Regions from separate parts of the Mus musculus genome. Here region 1 is linked to region 2. Evidence: chromatin contacts called from public Micro-C data. All regions are on one chromosome and are shown on one strand. Each heading gives the region's core, a stretch centred on a gene start, on an enhancer-like site or on the middle of the called end of the contact. The rest is flanking DNA. Distances are from core to core; before and after follow the strand shown. Region 1 overlaps Dlgap2 (DLG associated protein 2). Region 2 overlaps Dlgap2 (DLG associated protein 2).

What was found. A called contact is a pair of places that touch in the nucleus more often than the background predicts.
Region 1: a Micro-C map of muscle stem cells shows a contact between it and region 2, with 4 times the contacts expected there. The contact joins two enhancer-like sites. A contact is called at or near these places in 3 of 484 Hi-C or Micro-C datasets (embryonic stem cells, muscle stem cells and nephron progenitors).

Annotation. Positions count from the first base shown.
Region 1 is chr8:14,679,034-14,684,374 of GRCm38.p6, forward strand. The region is part of intron 4 of Dlgap2 (DLG associated protein 2); the gene reads left to right. Among named protein-coding and RNA genes, the nearest start is that of C030037F17Rik, 85 kb to the right of the region's middle. Within about 2 kb of position 1,323, at least 19 of the 459 cell types and tissues checked have an H3K27ac peak or open chromatin away from gene starts, as enhancers often do. A contact at or near this core is called in muscle stem cells, where this site is marked.
Region 2 is chr8:14,538,095-14,543,209 of GRCm38.p6, forward strand. The region is part of intron 4 of Dlgap2 (DLG associated protein 2); the gene reads left to right. Among named protein-coding and RNA genes, the nearest start is that of C030037F17Rik, 230 kb to the right of the region's middle. Within about 2 kb of position 1,762, at least 18 of the 459 cell types and tissues checked have an H3K27ac peak or open chromatin away from gene starts, as enhancers often do. A contact at or near this core is called in muscle stem cells, where this site is marked.

The DNA.
Region 1 (5,341 bases), core at 73-2,572, 140 kb after region 2:
CTGCAAACAGATTTAGGAAAGTTGGGCCCATCCCTAAAAGACAGTGAGCAGCTGCTGCTTGGTAGAACTAACTCACCAAGAAAAGAAAAGTTGCCTGTTGTTTTGATTTTTGAAACAGTTGGCAGTGGAATTCTCGTTCATTTTGATAAGTTGCCAGTTTCTGTCTCCCATATCATTCTTGTTATCAAGCCTTGGTTAGCAGAGCAGCAGAAAAAAACCCACCACCACTACCACCACCAACAAAAACACTTGCTGTCAGGGTGATCCTTTCCCAGGAATCTCATCAGTGGCTTCCTGTAGTTCGTGCTGGCTGTTGATTTGTTGGTGTCTGTGCTTTGCAATACAGTCATATGAACTGCAACCAGAATTTTAATGTGGAATCCTTTCTTCAGATAGAAGTTAGGAATGTTATAATTATTTATCCCAGTAAGATTTATTATGAAGGATCTCGGTTGCTTATCTAAAAATTGAGCTACACTAGCATAACTCTAATTTTCTTAAGAGCCTTGTTCCTGCTTTAGCTGTTTTACGTATATTAGTGCTCACCACCATGCTATCAGATATGTATTGCGATCCCACCAGGACATGATGACAATGTAGAGAATTGGGCCCAGCAGTTGGCTTCAGGGACCATGCCCCACGTCTAGGTGTCACCTTTAATGACATAAAAGCTGCCTTTCTTTGCTCATAGCTTCAAAAATGAATTTGCTCATGTTTCCTCATAAGTCCTAGAGGGTGGATGATGGGGACATCTGGGACAGAGAGGATTCGTTTTGTTGCTCAGGATCATGTTTTTTACATAGCAGCAACTGTGCAAAGACTTTCAGAATATATATACACATATTTTGCATTAAGCAACAACTTAAACCTAGAAAGAAAATAGTTTTTAAGCAAATACGTAAAAAGGAAAAAATTAACAGTTCATTTGACTGGTCCACTAAATCATCTACAAATAATTTTTCCAAGTAGAGCTCACATTAACAAAATAGCAAGATAACAAAATAAAGCGCCAAGGGAAGGTGCCTTTCAGAGTTGGTTTTCATCGTCCGCTCGCATGCTGACGTGTAGTGACATTGCGCAAATGAGACTGGCCACTGATCAAGGCTGCAGCCTTGGGTTGAAATGAGAAAGATGCTTCTGATTCTACCCAGTGGAAATGGCTTTTCTGAAAAATCTTATAGGCAAAGCGAGCAGCAGATGAGGTTCTGCTGGGTGTTATTTTTGAAGGTAGTTAATTTTCAGATGATGCATGAAGCAACATCTGACTCACTGGGTGCCCTGGAAACCCCGCCACTGCCGGGGTCCACAGGGCTGACTTGTCTGTGACTCATGCTGACCACTGCCTTCTTGGGCCACAGACTTGGGGGTGGAGGGGTTCCAGTGTGTCCCCACCATTGCCTTCTTCAGTATGTCCCCCAATTCATACACTTGATGAGCATGTCTGTGCTCTCATACCCCAGCAAGTGTGGCCTTTCACCCAATACCCTTCAGAAGTGTGGCTCATTTGGCTCCAGATAGGGCATCAGTGACAGGCTAAAGAGATGGCTAGATTAGTAAATTGCCGAGGTTATTGGGGCTCATTACAGAAACTTGGGTCACTCAAAGGCATCTCTGTCATCTGAAATCTCAGTAGCATGGGGCCTGAGTCACAAAAGCTGCATATCTGGAGTTCTTTGTACAAGTTGCAGGAAGCTCAGACAATGAGAGCTCCTTCTCCTCAACAACTGTTACTATTTCTAAAACTCTGAGATTGGACCTTGTGAATCCTGTAACTTTGAGGATATTCCTGTGCCTTGTAAGTTTCGTTTATTCCATAGGCATTGCATCTTCCCTTTTTTTTTCCCCTTTATTTCTTTTCCCTTTTTGAGAATCCCTCTTTCTTTTAGGAAAGAATGTTTCAATTAAGAGGAAATACATACTAGCTCTCCATTGTGTCTGGTAACAACACTCTGTGACCAGCCAGGGCAGCAGCAGGGTCTTTAACAAGCACAGCTGCCTTATGGAAATCTTTGAAGGGGGTGTCTTTGGTTCATTTAAAACCTCTTGAACAGCTAAAGGAGTTGGACTGTATGAAGAACTGGAATTTTGCAATGGGGCCATCAGCTTTAAGAAATGTTTCTCTAGAGCTTTTGTGGGCACCAAGAAGAGGCCTAGAAGCATCCAAGACTCCAGTGGGTATATATGCTCTCCCAAGTGGGGATTTTCCAGCTTCTATGCAGAGATGTGTGTGGCTTATACTGTGCCCTGCTTCTCCTGAATGCTAAGCCACCGAGATCTCAGGGTTTGGGCTTGGGATCCTTGAAAACAATTGGTCTCCTTGTGCTGGCCTATGGGTGAGTGTGACTTGGAAATTTCAATGCTCTCTGGGAAGGGACTCTGGGCTGATGGGGATGGCAGATACGAATGGAAGAAAAAAGTGGTTGGTCCTGAAACTAACTGAGATAGCAACCAGAGATGGCTGCTGAGAAGAAGGAAAAAGGATCTAGGGTGCTCTGCCAGGTATCTGGGGGACCAGGAGCATGTGAACAACAGTGAACTAGCTCAACAAAAGGAATGACTTACCAATGGTTCTATCTTAGTCAGTGTTTTATTGCTGTGAAAAGACGCTACGGCCATGGCAACTGGTATAAAGGACACATTTAATTGAGGGCGGCTTACAGTTTCGGAGGTTAAGTCCATTGTCATCATGGCAGCGTGCAGGCAGGTATGATGCTGTAGAAGGAGCTGCAAGTTCAGTATCTCAATACGCAGGCAGTAGAAGGAGACTGTGTTCCACACTGGGCCTAACTTTAGCATATGAGACCTCAAAGCCTCCTCTCACAGTGACACACTTCCTTACTCCAACAAGGCTACACCTCCTAATAGTGTCATTCCCTATGGGCCAAGCATTCAAGTACATGAGTCTTTAGGAGGCATTCCTACTTAAACCACCATACCCTCTTTGCAGTACTACCCCTGTGTGAATGCCCTAGTCCAACAAAACAGCCCTCGTGAATTTCAGAACTTAGCCCTTCTAGTTCAAAAAAAAAAAAGAAACTTGGCTCAAGATTATTCCAAAACAAACATTAAAAGTGGGGCCTACAGAGCTTCCTCGTGGAAGGCACTTTATAAGGAAAAGGAAACTTGGAAGCCTAGGGGATGGCACTGCCGGGTGCCCACAATGTTCTTCTGTAGAGCCATAATCTATAAGTCATGATCAAGATCTGTTGATAGCCGGGTGTGGTAGTGCATGCCTTTAATCCCAGCACTTGGGAGGCAGAGGCAGGTGGATTTCTGAGTTCGAGGCCAGCCTGGTCTACAGAGTGAGTTACAGGAGAGCCAGGGTTACAACAGAGAAACCCTGTCTCAAAAAAAAATCCGCCCCCCCAAATCTGTTGATAAGGATGCAGAACAACTGTACTGCACCCAGGGGAGGCACCCACCAGGGTGAGACCGGTTGAGATGGTCACTGTGGGCTAGACTAGGACTTCTGGCCAAAATGGCCAGATTACCCAACATCCATGCTTATAAACTGTAATGGAAGATCTAAGAATAATTCAGCCAACTGGAACCTCTTGTAACGTTCATGGAGATGGTATCTTCCAGGTCTTCCCGTGGAATCTGCATGCTCATCTCCCTGAATCCCTGGCTGTGAGCACAGGTTCCCTGGAGGGAATCAGATCTGTCTTCCTGTCAGCTGTCTGTACACCCCTCTCAGCCTCACCGCTCTCTCTACTGCCCACTGGAACGTCGGCCACCACGGCTGCAGCATCAGATGCAATCTGACATGTTCATGAGGATGGATACACTGAGGGTGAAAATCAGACATTAGCGCCAGGCATCTTCATGGCCCGGTTCACCGAGCTGTAGAGAATCGTGTGGACATTCAGGAGCAAGCCTTGACAGGCAGGCTCGGGAATGAGCTTGCAGCTGAAGATGCTTTCAATGTGCTGCCCTGCCATTTTGCTGTGAAATTATTTCTGCATTCTTTCTTCTCATCTTACCAGATAATGACACACTTTTAGTATAATTTAGATGAGGTTGATTAGCCAGGCCTTCTCTTGCTATAAACTAAGTTAATGAATTGCATATATATATATATATATATATATATATATATATATATATATATATATTTCTACCTCAGAGGCAGAGCAGGGCTTATCATTATTGAAATGAAGAAGATGTTTCTGAAGAACAGTCATGCATATTCAGCATTCGTGGAAAGCCACTGTAGAGATGTAGTTGTGCATGCCACGTATGAACAAGAAGCAGAGATAGCAGGTGGTTAGGCACTTTATTCAACAGCATATAGTCTCATGCTGGGACTGGTTAGCAAAATATTGAGACGTCTGTAATCTCAGGTCTGCATGCTAAGATGGTGCAGTGTGGCAGCCACACAGCTCCCCACCCCTAGCCCTGGTCAGTTAAGCTGGAGCATGCATATCCTGAGAAAGGACAGTGATCTGGGACATGGAGTTGCTTCACAGGTGGAGGGCAGTGGGGAGTCTCTGAGGACTCAGGCACCACAGGAAGTCAGTCAGGGAGCAATGAGCTTCTTCCACACCCGAAGGCCACATGCACCACCACCCCACCACCACCCCCACCAAGGCTTCCCAAAGCAAAGGCCAGTCCGCCGTTTTGAGCTTTCACTTTGAAAGGGACTTCAGAAGTCGTTTGCACCTTGCAGACATTGTTTGGAGTCCTGTCTGTCAAATGCCAGTCGCTCTGCCCAGGTCCATTGTGCATTTTCTCTCAGTCCGAAACCTCTGACAGGAGTAATACTGTTCGGCTTTCCAGATAAGGGGCAACTGAAGTGGAAGTCACTTGAAACCCGCTTCAGCCTGCATTCGAGCAGTTCAAGCTGGCCAGGGCAGCGGATGGGAACTGTGCCAGTCAGGGGAACACTCCGTTATAAGGCACAGCAGCAATGGGACCAGGGGGTTCTCTGGGGAAAGTGCAAGACCACAGCTCCTGAAGGAGTCTGTCTGTGACTTAGCACTGTTGCCCATGCTGGTTGCAAAGTGTGTTGCTCTCAGATAGTTCCAGAAGGCAGCTACATTGAAGAGGGCAGACTTAAGGAAAAGCTTCCTGCTCTGCACGTTCACAACAGCAGCGCCAGGCACCGGAGCTGTGACCTCTGACTCACAGGGGAGCAGAGATGGCAACAAAGCTGTGTTTTTCTCTCGCAGCTCCGAACATTTGAGAGGCTCGTGCCAAGTGCTTTGAAAACTGTCAGGGCACTTCACTGGCAAAAACATAAATTGCTGAAAGGACAGAGACTGCCAAGGAAGCCGACCATGTGGACACCACTGTGTGTGCCACAAGGTGACACTGAAATGCGTGCGTGCCTGTGGCTGCC
Region 2 (5,115 bases), core at 512-3,011:
TGTCTTTTCTTTTTTCCAACTGTATACCTCCCCACACAGTGCCCGGCCCAGTCATTCCGCCTCATCGCTGTATATTTCTGAGAAAATGGGTATAGCTAAGGTACCTGCTTCTGCTATCAACCAAGGCAATTTCTGCAAGTGTTACGTTTAGAATTGGTCAGAGCCACAGATTAAATGTGATAAGATAAAGCAAAAGCACGAATGAATTGCACATACCATCTGGTGTCTGAGACTGGGACAATTATGCATTTATGCTGAATGATGTAAATGCACAAATGAGCCCTAATTTTTGAGTTTCTTCCTTTTTATAAATAATATCCAGTAGCTGAGATGTAGACAGTCAGCTGGCATGAAGGCTGTTTTTCCTTCCGTTTGCTCAGGAACATTACAACCCCTGGGTGAGCTGAGTACCGGGTCTCAGGATGGGTATGGCTGCAGTTGCAGTACCGTCCATTTTCTTGTTGATATTACTATGTCTGATTGCTGCAATTTTGAATTCCATTTAGGAAATATGTTCAGAATCGATGCACTGAACAATAAAGAATAAGTATTAGAGAAACTCCCAGTAATTCATGACCAGCTCCAAAACAATGCACAACACAGTGTCCCTCGAGAGAAGTTCAGTGCAGGATATGACATCTGTCTCTTGTGTCAGAGGTGGCCACTTTGGAAGGAACCCAGTCATGGTCCTTGACATCCTAGGGGATGCATGAAGCTCTTCCGACTGAGCATGACTTTGCTGATTGGCTTAGCTAACACCCTTGAAGGAATCCTGGGCTCTTCAGGTCTCAGAAACATCTAGAACTTCAGTGCACCTGAGACTGAGATGCCAGAGGAAGTTGAGTGTTTTCAGCTTATAACTCATTTCCCTTTCGTTGGTCAGCTGAATACCTTATGTTTCCCATTGGCAGACACTGTAGCGGGTGCCAGGACTCTTTGAAAATCAAGAAAGCATTCATGTTATGGGTACCCTTGGCAGCTTCCCACAGTCCTGTGGGAACCCCAGCCCTACCTCTCATGTGACTTCAGGGAGACTTGCATTGATCACTTGTCTGAGACCTTCTTGGAGAAGACAGGAGACTAGGGCAACAGCCCCCATTTAAACAGTAGGGCTTCAGAGCTTGGGAGAAGCAACCTCTTGAGTTACATTCTACCCCATGTCTCTGTATCCTTTGGGGCCCCTGTCTTTGTCTTCTGCCTGAGTGTAGATGCTCCTGACTCTCCCAAAGACTGTGTTCTCACAGCTCTGTTGTGTGCACAAGAAACTGCAAGGAAAAGAGAAGATGGCGGGCATTCTAACCTCAAGGAAATCACAGCCTGCGTGAAATTGCCACCATGTCCATGGAACGTGCCAGAAGCTATTCCACAGGGAACAAAGCAGTTGTAATGGCATTTGAAAGGACAGATGGTGTGACCAGGTCTATCTCTTATGAGCTATCCTCGCTGCCGTGTTTATGGTTATGAACTTGGGTTTCAGACACCTTTTCTCTTCTCATATGATGGCTGACAGGAGGACCCCTCCTCCCCAGGGTCCTATGTTGCTGTGGATGTGGATTTACCGTGTTGCTTTCTCTCCAATTGCTCCATTTCATTAGCAGTGATCAGAGTGTTGCATGATTGAGGGTATCTCTCTGTGGAGGACGACCTTGGAAGGAGACAAGCCCATCACAGAATTATTGGATTCCCCTCCCCCAGGGCTGATCTTGTGATCTAATGACTCAGAGCTTGGGTTATGAGTTTAGAAGTAAGTGAGCAACTGACAAAGGCTGGCAAATGCTGGCCCTGTGAGTCAGGCACAGGAAGGTGCCTGTGGTGTGTGGCATGATGCCTGCATGGTGGGCTTGGAGTTCCAAAGGCAAATCAAATCGATGGCTGGTTTTCTAAAATCTGAGCTAAATATTTCTTCCCCTCTTCATTGGTGCAGAGAAAACAGATACCAGGACCCTTTGGTGACTGCACCAAAGGGGAGCCATGTTTAGAATGGTCCTTAACTATACTAGAATGTACAATTCTTTAGCAGATAAGCAAACGTGACATGATTCAAGGAGAACCCAGAGTCTTCTTAGATAGGTTCACTGAGAAATTTCTGGAAACTGGAAGGAAAGTAGATTGTTAAGGAGAGAAAGCCACCAAAGGCACTTGGTGACATTGGTCACCAAGGCACTATGGACTTGGTGGTGCAGACACTGGTTCCATTGTAAAATCACTTCTGATGCCTCTTCTCTCTGCCTGGACTCCTGTCAGAAACCATCACCTTCCCTGGAGCAATCACAAGTTCCACATGTAGTGCAAAGAGTTGCACCAGCAGCTGGGAACCAGTGTTCCAACTTTGCCTTAACTAGGAATGAGACTCCATAAAATATAACCTCTCTGGCTTTCTGTTCTTATTTTTAACATTTTTTGACCTTAACATTTGGTAACTGCTTGTATGTGTGTCTATAGAGGAAAGCCTTTGTTTTGAGGTTTGTTGGGCTTTTTAGTCTCTTTCTCTCTCTCTCCTCCCCCCATTCTCATTGATTTTTAACTTGATTGTCTGTATACTGGATATGAGGCCACCCACCAGAGGGTACCCAATCTACCAGGAGCCTTACCCTTAAAGAAAACCAACTCTTCCTCCCAAGAGCCTATCAATTGTCCATAGTTCATCCATTGAGGATCAGCAGCTCCTGAGCCCCTTCTCCCTCCATGTTAGGATGGTGACTACCTCCATCTTACTTCAGCAAACATAGCAGATGAGTTGAATAAGCTTGGTTAGAATCCAGCCTTCCCCCTTTATTACCTGAAGACCTGGGGGTGGGGGGAATGTCACTGAATCCTAAGACCTGCTCCACAAAATGGGGCACAGGGCCTCCGTGTCAAAGCAGTTTGACAGTCTCAGTGATCAGAATAAAGACTGAGAAGTGATGGGGCTCAGTAGCTCCCATGATTCATTTCATTATACATTTCTTTATTACCAGTGATCAGCCAGCTTCCGTTCTTTATGCCAAGTCTGTTTATTGGGTATCATTTTAGGTGTAGGGAAAACGGATATGAACAGGGCACTTCTTAGCCTAAGGACCATCTGCAGTGGGTGAGCTGTGGGAATAGAGTTGTAGATAAGCTTGCTGTGATGAGTATTATAGATTTCTTGGTTCAGAAAGATGATCCCCAAATCATGACCTTTGATGACCAAGTAGGTTCTGTAGATTCTAGATGGGTTTGCTCTGAATCAGTAGGGTGTGGAAGGAGAGAGATGACTGGATTCTTTTCATCTCCTTTATCATTTGCTATTCCTTTAATGTATAGCCATAAAAACATTTTACCTATGTCTCGCAGAGCAATGACTTTTCTAGGGGGTCTCTGTCTCTCTGCCTGTCTGTCTGCCTGTCTGTCTGTCTCTCTCTGTGTGTGTGTGTAAAAGGAGGAAAGAAGAAGAAAGACAGTGAGAGAAAGACAGACAGAGGTACTATTCAGCATAGATAAGGTGAAATTCAGTTGTTTATAACATCTTGGATGGACAGTTTGTTCAGTTAGACAAGTCAGGCACAGAAAAGAAGTATTGTATGCTCTTGAGTTTGGCCTTTACCTGGGTGTAACAAATCACAGCTGACTTACAAATAGATGTGTTTGGGCCCATGGCTTCAGAGGCCTCACTCCAGGGTCACACAGTCCAGTTGTTTCTGTGGCAAGGTAGAGCATCAGGGCAGGAGGGTGTGGTCCTTTGAAAGCTGCTCACACCATGGCACCCTCTGAACCATGTGAGAGAAAGGGTCTTTTAGGATATGATGGCCCTCCAGTGACATGTCCCCATCATGCTGGAGATTCTGCTACCTCCCTGTAGCCTATTTAGCCATGGTTTCTTTCCATGAGGCCAGAACCTACATCAGTTAGTTCTCAAAGGGCTCACCTAGAACACCACTGCACTGGGACGCGAGTCTTCAACACATGAGCCCAGGGGTATAGTCCAGGTCTAAGCTGTGACAGTGTGAAAGGTTAAAAAGTTGACTTTTTGAAGTTGATAGTGGAATGGTGACCATCAGGGTTGAGTTAGAGAAATGGGGGTGCTTGTTGGTTAGAGAAGATAACCTGTAGTGGTTAGTCTGTTCTAGGGGTCGAATCCTCCTTGCTATGATAGAGGCTGACATCACAGGACTGTGTATGTAGAGTCTAGAAGAGGGAACCTTCTGTGTTATCATAACACACATGCATGGGAAAGCCCTAGGTGGCATGACAAACAGATGTGCTGATTATGTCATTCATGGCTATAATTCCCCGCTGTAGACATGTGTGGAACAGTGTCACACCATGTATCATGAATGCATTCCAGTTCTGAGAGTTACTCCTCAGTAGAACTGTGAGATTCCCAAGGAGCCGTGTACAGCAAACACACTGCTGTTTCTGTGCCCTGAGTGGAACGTCACCTCATCGAGAGCAGGGCAGCTGTTTGCCAGCGCACTGCAGATTTCTTTCCTGCAACTCTTCTCCATTGGCATCCCATGGATTATTAGATGCCATCCAAACCTATATCTTGACATAACTATATGCTAAAAACTTAAGGAGAGGACCTTCACTAGAGAGACCCCAGAGTGAATGTGCTGCCCCCCAGACTTTCTCCTCCCCTCTACCGTGGTGAGGTATACTCGCAGTAGAAGAGAGAGCACATGAGATAAGGGCCGTTCTGAGCAAGTGCACAGCGAACCCTGAGCAGAGTGTGATTTCTACCTAAGACTCTCTGAGAATGTCTGGTTAGGGGCCGTGGAGTAGAATCTAAGATGGATCCCGATTATCATCAGATATACACTGAGGATGGTTGCTGCAGTTCTGATGTAGGTTAAACATTGCTGCTGAGTGACTCACCTGGAATAAACATGGAGAGGTGACCTCATATTACTCTTTAAAATAGTCAGGCTGATTTTGCACTTGAATAATACAATTAGAGTGAATTTATCATTTCCCCATTTTTCTCCAAGTCTGGGTAGCTTCTTAGGTACTGGGAAACAAAAATCTTGGGCAGTTATAAACCCCATGCAAGAAGCTGTTATAGCACCCTTATTTTAGGAAGAATGTGCAGCTCCTTGAGTTTGAGTGGCAGCTTCAGTTAGCATGTTGAGTTTTTCATTGGGACAGCGACTTACT